Regions from separate parts of the Mus musculus genome. Here all the other regions are linked to region 3. A link is a contact called in public HiChIP or PLAC-seq and promoter capture Hi-C data. All regions are on one chromosome and are shown on one strand. Each heading gives the region's core, a stretch centred on a gene start, on an enhancer-like site or on the middle of the called end of the contact. The rest is flanking DNA. Distances are from core to core; before and after follow the strand shown.

Region 1 (3,459 bases), core at 855-3,354, 1.1 Mb before region 3:
AGGTGCCAAAGCTCAGGTGTCATTTTAAAAGGCAAAACCCACAAAGATAAAAATTTACATCAAAGTTAGATAAGGGTCAGCATAACCTCAAAATTTTATTATATTATATATTAATACTTATCATTATCATCTCAGACATAACATGCCAATTATTTTTTGACTTACATCTTCAGTTATTTGAGTTTAAATTTGTATATACATTAATTAGTTTGGTGAATATGCAGACCACAGTCATGGTTGTGGAAATCTCAAATATGTAGCCAGGGTAGACATGACCCACTGGGAGGATAGATAGCTGAGAACTGTCTAAGCAAACACAGAATGAGGTCAGGTCCAGAGGGCATTACCCTGGGCATTTCATTAAGACACAAGTGACTATCATTCAAAAGAAGTCCAACCTCCTTCAACAAGAAGTACAAACTGTCTATACTATCATAGCCATTTTTACTTAGATTTCTAAAGGCAAAAACAAAACAAAATAAACAAACAAACGAAACAAACAAACAAACAAAACCCAAAAAGCCAAAAAGTGGATTAGAGATACTGGCAGCCAGCCTCTTACCTGTATTTTTGACTTAGCCATTAGACTTGTCTTAGTTAGGGTTTCTATTGCTTTAATGAAACACTATGACCAAAGCAAGTTAAGGAGGAAAGGATTAATTTGGCTTATACTTCCACATCATAGTCTCTCCCTGAAGGAAGTCAGGACAGGAACTCAAACAGAACCTTCTGCTGGAGGCAGGAGCTGATGTAGAGGCCATGGAACAGTGCTGCTTACTGGCTTGCTCCTCATGACTTGTTCAGCCTGCTTTCTCATAGAACCTCAGACTATCAACCCAAGGGTAGCTGGGCCCTCCCCAACAGTCATTAATTAAGAAAATGTCCTACAGCCTTGCCTACAGGTTCATTCCATGGAGGCATTTTCTCAACTGAGGCTCCCTCCTCTCAGATGACTTCAGCTTGTGTCAAGTTGACATAAAACTAGCCAGCACAAGACAGTAATCTATACTGTGGACAAAGCCAAGGAATGTAAACTGATGGTCTAGGCCCTTCATTGTAGTACAGCTGATGCTGAGTGAAAGATTAAGCCCAAGGTGGGGTATGACCACTGTGCTGGCAACTGCACAGTGTTAGTCAGGGGAATGCAAGGTAGACAGCAGGCTATGCATAAACATTCCAAACGGTATCTCTCTGACACAGTCCCTCTGCTTCCCCATCCCCCATATTTGGATCTCTTTGGAGGGCCCAAGCTAGGAGTCTAGAAAACACTCAAAAGTCCTCCTCCTTTTTCAAATCCCAGGTGCTATTGTTTAAGCAAGTCCTCATTTAGTCACTGGATCTCTCCTTGGTGCGATAGCTCCAGCTTTGAGCCTCTCACTTTCACTTCTGCGGCACGCTTTACAGCTATTTAGCACCTAGCCTTGCTACACTCAAAATTCTACTGCAAAGACTCGGCAAACCTAGAAATGTGGGGTAGAAGGCTGCGCTGCCAAATCAAACTTCTCAAAACAAACCTAGTGGTCTCTATACTCTGCTGGACATCTCTGAATGGCTCCTCATTTAGGATGTTCGTGTTTCTACTTTACTCGACTTTCCTCTTACTCCAAGATCAGTATAAACGTGTAATTATAAACGTATAAAACCCAGAGGAATTCAATAACTCTTTCAGCTGCAGTCACCATCCATCCACCCACATGATTAGTTTCTGTCCACCTAAGGAAATTCTCTCACCCATATTCAGAGGTGAGAGAATTTGTCCTCTTTTCTAGTACATAAGTGTCAGGTACATCATATGCTGTTCCGTCAGGTCAACTTAACAACTCTTCATGAAGAGTTGGCGAAGTGAGGGAGGGAGGACTGAGCTGGGTTCAGGTCAAGCCTTCCACCACGACTTCTGCACCACCACTTCCTACTGGTTTTAAATCAGATGTTAATGAGAACCCGGTCGCTCACTCCCACTCCCGACCGGATCTATACCCCATCGGCAGAACAGAAAGGCAGCACGGGAGCCCGGCCACCACGTGAGCAACCGTTCACGTGAGCACGGAGAGGCGTGGCCCGAGCAAGTCACGTGAACACACGTGATCACGTGAGTGCTGCCGCTGCCGCTGCCGCCCTGCCTTTGCTTCCTGCTCCGTTCCAGGCTGCAAGCTGATGGAGGACGAGGATGGGGAAGATCGGGCGCTGCTTGGGGGCCGCCGCGAGGCGGACAGCGCAGTCCATGGCGCCCCTCGCGCTCTGTCCGCGCTCTGCGACCCCAGCCGCCTGGCGCACCGGCTCGTGGTGCTGTCGCTCATGTGCTTCCTTGGCTTCGGTGAGCGGGGCTCGGCTGGGGCAGATGATAGAGGGATTCCAGGGTTCGCGCTGCTGCCTGGGCTCGGGAGCCCGCTTTTTCCAAGTGTCTGGAGCGAGGTGACGTTTGTTCCTCCAAGCCCCGGTGTTCAGCAGCTCCTCCCTGGGGACGCAGATGAGAAGGAAACTCAGATCTTTCTCCCGGAGAGCTGTGCTCCCGAGAGTTTCAGAACGTTGCTGGGGGAATTTCAGAGCGTGACTAAGTCCCTCTTCCTCCCTCCCCAGGCGACCCCTCCCATTCCCCAGTGCTTTCCTTTGTATTCTTTTAGAGCTCGGATCCGCTTTGGATAGTGTTCACTGCTAAGTACACCTTAGTAGGAGTCTTTTCTTACCTTTCCTCTGTGAGACAGCCTTGCAGGACCACACTTGTTAAGTTGGTTTCACTTATGAAATCTGATCTGGCGCAAAACACTTTCATTAGCTACTTTTAAAGACACCCTTCCCTCCCGTGTTACAGTTTTTAGTTTACATTGAAACTGTTCGGATTCGTAACAACTGGCTTGGCTTGAAAGAGTGTTTCAGGGGGATCAGATTCAGAAATACATGCACCTGGTTTATAAAAGATACTTTGGGCTTCGGTTTCTTTATTTTTGAGAAGATGGTACTCATTTGCTTTAAAACGTATTGAGCTGATAGTGGTGGCGCCCTTTAATCTCAGTACTGGAAGACAGGGACATGTCTGTGCGCTAGAGAGGCCAGCCAGGGCTACAAAGTGAGATCTTGTCTCAACCAACCAACCAACCAACCATGGTATTGAATTTCTTATAAGCAGTTAAATCCTGAAGGAGAAGTTTCTAGGTTTAGAATCAATAACCAGTAAGCATAGACAAAACACTTGAAGAAATTGTCCCTACTCAAGTTGACAGTTTATTTTTGGTAGGTAGATTGGGCTGAAAGTTTGGGTTTGAGAAACTAGAGCCGCCCTGTCGCTAGCTGCCTTCTCCACCTTTGGACCGCTAGCTTTGTGTATTTACAGAGTCAGCGGGGAAACAGGCAGTGTTACCTTGGGGCTTCTTCAAGCCTGTCAGCTTTCCCCGCTCCCAGGAGACATTGCCAGTTTTCATTTGATCCCTTAGACTGGCGCTTGTGTTGTTCTTGTTTCTAGCC
Region 2 (3,374 bases), core at 502-3,001, 1.0 Mb after region 3:
GAATAATAAATAACTGCCCCTTAGCTATAACTTTCAAATATGAACTTCATGCCCAATCCAAAAAGGAAATCCTCCCACTTCTATTTGATAAGATGAATTCAAATTTAAACCCTCTTCATTGGGGAACAAAGACCCTCTACTGTCATAGGGTCCTGGAGTCCAATTAGAGTCATTAGCCTAAATTGGAATAGTGTGATCCTCTAGATATGCCACTTGGCTAAAGGCAGGCTTAGTAAGAAAAATTCTTTGCCTCATTTACCTGAATAGTGCCGACGGTTAATATGAGTGCAGGAGCCCACAGAAGATAGAGGCATCCCCCTGGAGTTGAAGTTATAAGCCATTCAAAGATGATAATACGGATGCTGGGTACTGAACTCTAGTGTTTTGCAAGAATAATAGTATGGACTACTGAGCCATCTCTTCAGACCACTTTCCCCTCTTTATGCAGGTGCTGGGTATCCAACTCAGATCCTCGAGCCTGCATGGCAAGCACCTTACTGACTCAGCCATCTCCCCAGCCTCCAACGCTAAGGCTTCTATTGGAGTTCTTAGGACTCTCATGTATAGAATCATAGCATCTGCAAATAAGAATATTTTGGTTTCTCCCTTTCTTATTTGTATTCCCTTTATTATTTCCCTTGTCTTACAGCCCTAGCTAAAAACTTCCAACACTCTATTAAAAGTGGAGAACATAAACACCCTTGTCTGTTTTAGTAGAAATTAGGCATATCTTTAAAAAACAAGTAACTAAAGTTTATACTGTAGTTACATTTCCATGTTCATTATAAATGTCTTATAAAACACAGATGATTGTGTGGAGCTGGAAAGGTGGTGGCTCAGCAGTTAAGAACATCTGCTACTCTCTCCCAGGACCAGAAGAGCTTGGTTCTCAGCCTCTGTGTTGGGCAGTTTCAAACCACCTGTAACTCCAGCTCCGGGGCGTCTGACACCTCTTCGGACCTTAGAAATGCTAGGGTCTTCCTTTTGACATCAGTTTCGGTTACAGTTGCGGATTTACCTGTTTTCATCTATTTTGTGGATCCACTTCTGAGAAAAATATGTTTCAGATGATTTCTTTAAGAATAATACTTTTCTTTAATGAAAAACATTTTATATTTTCTGCTTACTATTAAAAGTACAGTGTTTGCAATATAATAGAGAGTTTTCAGTTTTTCTTTCTTTTCTTTTTCTTTTTGCATCAACTGTTTAGTAAACAGCGATTCGATACTCTTAAGTTGTCCATGGTGATATTTACAGTGGCCATGTTTCTTTAGAAAGATCCATGTATTTTATGTATTTGAGTGTTTGGCCCGCATGAATATATATGCACCAAGTTTGTGGTTGGTGGCCTCAGAGTTAAGAGGGCGGCAGATCCTCTCCAAATGGAACTCTAGACGTCAGTGAGCCCACCCTGTGAGTGCTGGGAATTGAACCCAGGTCCTTTGTAAGAACAACTGCTTTTAACTGCTGAGCCCTCTCCCCAGGAGCTGAGAAGTGCATTTTAAAGATACGGGGGCGGGTGGAACGGTGAGCCTATCACAGACACCAAACTGTTGTAATCACTGTCCCGAGCCTGCTCAGCTCGCCCGGTCTCCCGTATCCCCACCCACTCACTCCATAGGCCCCGCCCCTTGCTACACGTGTATTCTTTGACCCCGCCCACCCGTCCCCTTCTCCCGCACCCTTCAGCACGCGGGATTTCCGGTTCTCCTATCGCGAGATCTTCGTAGGTGTGTAGCGCGGCTGAGGTAGCCGGTAGTGCGTCCTGGCCGGCGGGTTGCCCGCTGTGGGTGTATTTCGCCCTGTCACGGAGCTGCTGGTAGGTTCTGGGTGGGAGACCCGGCTCCTGCGCCAACAGCGGCCAGACGAGGGAGCGAGCCGGGCCCTGTACCCGGGCTGCGAGCGGCCCGCACGGGCGCCGGGGCGTGGGTGTGGGGCCGAGGCCGGCCGCATGCGGAGCCGCGGCGCGGAGGAGGGCGGAAGGGCCGTGCTGGGCGGCGGCTCGCGACCCCCGGGCTTGTGTGCCGCACGCATGGCTGTCCCCGAACTCAGGAGACTCGACCTGATGGATCCAAGTCTCACCGGTCCTTCCCTCCCCTTGATAGGTCGCGCGCGAACCATGGAGTACATGGCAGAGTCCATTGAGCACAGCCCGGGACACATGTGAGTTGCGAGCCCGCCCTGATCGATCCCTTGGCGTCTGCAGATCGTAAAATACCGAGAAAACGGTTAACGCTAGCAGGAGAGGTCCTTTTCTCGGTGGGAGAAAACGGTTGGGTCTTGATCGCATAGGAAGTCTACCCCATTTTAAGTCCGGTGTAGAAAAAAATGAGTGCTTTGAGAAGACGTCCTCCTAGAGGGGCACGAGTGGACGTGTACGGTTGTCACCCGGCTCCTCTGTCGTGCTAGCCACATGGTATGCGGTGCTCACGTGCAGCTAGTGGCCACCACTGGAAGATTATCTTAGTTTTCTTTGGGCAGCCGTGGGCCACGGTGGCGGAGGTTCACAGACTTTTTCTGCTGTTTCGTTGAAATCTTACTTTCGATGGAGCCAGTCCTGTTAGATTGGCCCTGGAATTCACTCTGTAGCCACGGCTGACCTTGAGAGCCTTGTCCCTTCAGCCTTAGCCTCCCAAGTGCTGCGATTATGTCAGGCCTGCTTCACAAAATTTTTCTGCCTCCAGTACACTATAGAGTTATACTCCTGTAGCTTAGAGCATCGGTAGGCATAGGTGCTCTTCTTGTCCTGTATTTTTGTCTATTTCTCCTTTTAAAAATTACTTTGTAACATAAAATACAGGGTTTCATTATATTTTCATGTATATAGGAGGGTCCGCATATTTAACATTGTACAGCGTTCATATTTACCCTACCATTGATCTTCCTTAACCCTCCTACCCCCTCACAGGTCCCTTTCCTTTCCTTAATAATCTCCTTTCTGTTTTCATGGAATACGTACATTTTCCTTTACTGTTCATTGTGGGTCCCTGTAAAGGGGGCCTGTTCGCATCTACGCATTGTAGATGCTCAGAACAAAGGGGGCACCCACTAGCCGAGTCAGATGCAAGAGAAACGAGAAACGGATCTTACATATATTGTTTGTTTCTCTTTGTTGTTTATTTTTGCTTTTGAGACAGTCTTACCATGTTAAGTCCTGCTTACCAGGAACTCATAGAGAGATCTGTCTGCCTCTGCCTCTGCCTCGCAAGTGCTGGGTAAAGGTCTGCACCATCACACTTGGCTGTCTTTTGTTTATATTGTTGAATTTATGTGCACATTAGTGTTTGCTATTGTTGTTAGACTATTTGCATTGCTAATTTCTTTTTTTCTTAGTTTTCCAATTTTAAAGAAGAGATGAGGGACTAGGACATTTC
Region 3 (3,326 bases), core at 39-2,538:
CTATGGTGTCCTTCTTATTGGCTTGGCTTCGCCCTTTTCAACAGAGGTCCACCCTGCTGAGTAAGTGCTCACTGATCTCTTCTGTCCAGGCTTTAGTGGACTTCAGAAGGAAGAGGCACCGGCTCTTCTCTCCCGTGCTCCCAAAGGCTTGTGGTTATGGAGATGGTTGCCTCAATAGGAGGTGGGCTCTGACAGCTGGATGGGTCTGGGGGAAGCCAGACACATGGCAGGCTCCAAGTCAATGACCAAGCAGGGCCTCCTCTCTCTGCACACCCAGTGAGGCTGTCTTGGGGTAGAAAGGAGTTAAGTTCCAAGGAATCTCCTACCCCAAACCTCCAAATTACAGCTTGTCATTGCAAGCTTCGAACTCTCACACTTTCTTTGCAGGAGCTGGGACTACGCTCAATCAGCCTGGGGAGTTATCAGGTGTTAGCCTGTTACCCCACTGGGAATCCCTTCAGCCACCTTTGTTCTCCATCTTGAATGGAGCCATGGGTTGGCCATATCCTGCCACCTACTCCCTTGGATCTGAGCTGGACCCTTGCATCTGGCGTCTACACTGCTGCTGAAATCTTCTCACCGTGCACATCCAAGGATATCTCTATGGTAAAAGTCCAGAAAGGCTAAAGATGTTGTCCACAATCTCTCGGCAATGACCAGATATATCCCCACCAGTATCACAACTTGCAACGCGCTCCGTTCCCATCTGCCCTCTGCCTCCCTACTGTGTTGATTCCCATTTCCAAAACTAGCTCAGAATGCATCCCACTGGCAGCCAGGCAATGCCTTCTTGCAGATCTGGAGGCTTCAGGAGCCTTTGCTGCCTCTTAGGCTCCTGCAGAGAGATGGCCTTGCTCTCTCTGGGCCCTTTTCCCCCAAGATGCTGTGCAGTCGTCTCACTAAATCAAAACTGCCAGAACTGAGTTTTAAGCGATATATAGCCACCACATCTATTTTGTTCCTTTATACTTTCAAAGTAGGACAGATTCGCAAAATACATTGAGTCAGACTCAGTGTCCACGATGGAGAGACGAGTGGGTAGCTTGTGCTTCTTTAGAAGGGGCACTGGGCAGCGTGTTAGGGCTAGGGGGTAGTGGGGCAGGACAGACCTGTCCCGGGACAAGAGTGGCTACTCGCAGGCCGGTTTTGCTTTCGCTCTGAGTGTGGTGGGCGGTGGGACGGTCCCGAATCTCCTCAAACGGGCACTCCGAGAGTTAATTCGAAAGCGCCACCAGCCTTGGGGGCGATCGACGCACTTGTCCTTGAGATGTAGAGACAGAGAGAGAAAGCAAGAGACACAGTCCTGGGAAAGTCCTGCCGGCTATCCAGACAATTATAAAAATGTGTCTCCCAAGGTCAGCGTTCCAACAGCCTCACCCTCGGCATCCAGCAGCTCCTCTCAGTGCCGGTCCAGCATGTGTCAATCACGCTGTAAGTACCTGAGGGCCGGGACCAGGGTGACTTGATGAGAGGAGAAGGCTTGAGAAAGAACAGACAGAAGCCCTGGACCCATTAAGGGAGACTAAAGGGCTGCCAGCAACTGCAGGCCAAGGGAAGGAAGAGGGGAAAGATGGTCGTGCTAGATTGCGCTGCACCGAGCATGGTCTCATTATAGAACAACCCTGGGGGCTACGGCTATGCCCGTTTCACAGAAGAGAACTAAAGCCCAGCCTTGAAACCAATGTAAGGAAAATGCAGGTCTCAGGCAGTCCCCAAACAAGATCTGGGAGGTCTTGCTTCATCTGTCAGCCCCGGGGAAGGGCTTAAATTATGTGTGGAGGGAGGTCAGTACCCAGAATGGATGGAAAAAATTGCCAGAATGGCTGAAGAAAGAGGCAGGTCAAAACCAAGTTGACAAGCTCCACCTGCCCTTTGTTTCCCTTCCAGACCTCCTCTTTTTGGCCACCCTTGCCCTCCTAAACCACCTCAGTTTGGCCAGGGTCATTCCAGTCTCTGGACCTGCCAGGTGTCTTAGCCAGTCCCGAAACCTGCTGAAGACCACAGATGACATGGTGAAGACGGTGAGTTTCTCCTGTCCTTCTGGCTTCAAAGTTCCGCTGTTGACATGACTTCTAACCTATCTGGTATCTGCTGGGAAGTTTATGGTATCTGGCAGGAACCGTAGAGGGTTTCAAGACTTCTAAATATAATCTAAAGGAAACTGTGTCTCTAGAGAAAGGAAGAATGGTAATAAATTGTAACGGCATCGGTTTAGGCTGTGTCTACACAGAGGAAAGTGGGGACTTGCAATGTCCCTCCCAGCCTGCCTGCCTGTGTGACACAGTGTCAGGTGCTCCCTGCTTCTGCTTCAGGGCAGGTGGAACAGGGAGACAGTCTCTAGGTACACTCTCTGTGCTTCACAAGCCATAGAGATGAATTAGATTGTCTCTCCCCCTGCTCACCAGTGTCCAGCACTGTGATGCAGTCCCTTGTCGGATGGACACATGTCAGGGAGGACTCAGACATCAGATAGCAAGCAGGTCCAGCCTCCAGTTTTCTGGGGCAAGTGTGATCCAGTTTTAGTCACGGCTCCACTCATTTTTCTCAGGTTTCATGTTTGAATGCAAAATAGCCTTTTCCGTTGTAAAATTGCCACGGTTTCCTCTCGCTTTGGGGACAAAGCTACAGCAAAATGCTAATGTGTTTGAGATATCCTGCAGCTGCTAGGGCTGGAGATCCAGTAGAATTCTGGCTTAATTATGAATGGGTCTCCCGGGTTCTATCCCCCAACAGAGCGTGCGTTCATAAGCACCTGGGAACAGAGGAGGGAAGGAGGGAAACTCTGTCTTCCTGTTTTGTTTTTAAATCTTTCTTGAGGATCTTCTAGCTTGTTGTCTTATGGCTATCCCAACATAAGCTCCGCTCCACAAGCCCTTCTTGGTGAATTTTCTTTCTTTCCTTCCCGTCTTGCATAACGTGCTGCTGGCTGTTCCTCCAAGCTCAGTCTTAATTGAGTGGGGTTCCCAGGAGGGAGAGATGGCTCTGTGGTTAAGAGAGCTGGCTGCTCTTCCAGAGGTCCAGAGTTTCCACACCCTCATGGTGGCTCACAATCATGGTAACTCTGATCATAGGGAACCTGTCGTTTTCTCTGTGCCTCTGTGGGCACTGAGCACATGCCACACAGACATCCATGCAGGCAGAACACTCTTGGCCATGAAACCTTAAAATGAAGGAGAAACCTTACGAGAGGTTCCCTAAGGAATCCCTGCAGAAGGGAGAGATTGTTTTCCTAAGATGAGGTTTGGTGTGGAGGGGATGAGGTATTCAAAGTTAACTAGCCGCTCCTCACTCCTCTGCTGCCAAATACCAGCACTGGGCTTCGAGAC

Evidence for each region. Promoter capture Hi-C pulls out the DNA fragments that hold promoters and counts their contacts. HiChIP or PLAC-seq counts read pairs in DNA pulled down with a chosen protein or histone mark.
Region 1: a promoter capture Hi-C map of embryonic stem cells shows a contact between it and region 3, with 6 times the contacts expected there. The contact joins the promoter of Mfsd1 here to the promoter of Il12a in region 3. A contact is called at or near these places in 12 of 39 promoter capture datasets (the 3T3-L1 cell line, the C10 cell line, embryonic stem cells and 5 more), 2 of 115 datasets of contacts at active chromatin or transcription factors (embryonic forebrain and embryonic stem cells) and 1 of 9 other capture datasets (pancreatic islet).
Region 2: a contact with region 3 is called in an H3K27ac HiChIP or PLAC-seq map of thymic regulatory T cells, with 5 times the contacts expected there. The contact joins the promoter of Nmd3 here to the promoter of Il12a in region 3. A contact is called at or near these places in 2 of 39 promoter capture datasets (hippocampal neurons and pre-B cells), 1 of 484 Hi-C or Micro-C datasets (pro-B cells), 2 of 115 datasets of contacts at active chromatin or transcription factors (double positive thymocytes and thymic regulatory T cells) and 2 of 9 other capture datasets (adipose tissue and liver).

Annotation. Positions count from the first base shown.
Region 1 is chr3:67,580,664-67,584,122 of GRCm38.p6, forward strand. It overlaps Mfsd1 (major facilitator superfamily domain containing 1), which reads left to right and starts at 2,105. Exons shown (of 16, transcript NM_025813.3): 1 at 2,105-2,314. The coding sequence starts at 2,155.
Region 2 is chr3:69,720,304-69,723,677 of GRCm38.p6, forward strand. It overlaps Nmd3 (NMD3 ribosome export adaptor), which reads left to right and starts at 1,752. Exons shown (of 16, transcript NM_133787.2): 1 at 1,752-1,819; 2 at 2,106-2,163. The coding sequence starts at 2,120.
Region 3 is chr3:68,690,136-68,693,461 of GRCm38.p6, forward strand. Il12a (interleukin 12a) reads left to right here and starts at 1,289. Exons shown (of 7, transcript NM_008351.3): 1 at 1,289-1,431; 2 at 1,888-2,021. The coding sequence starts at 1,416.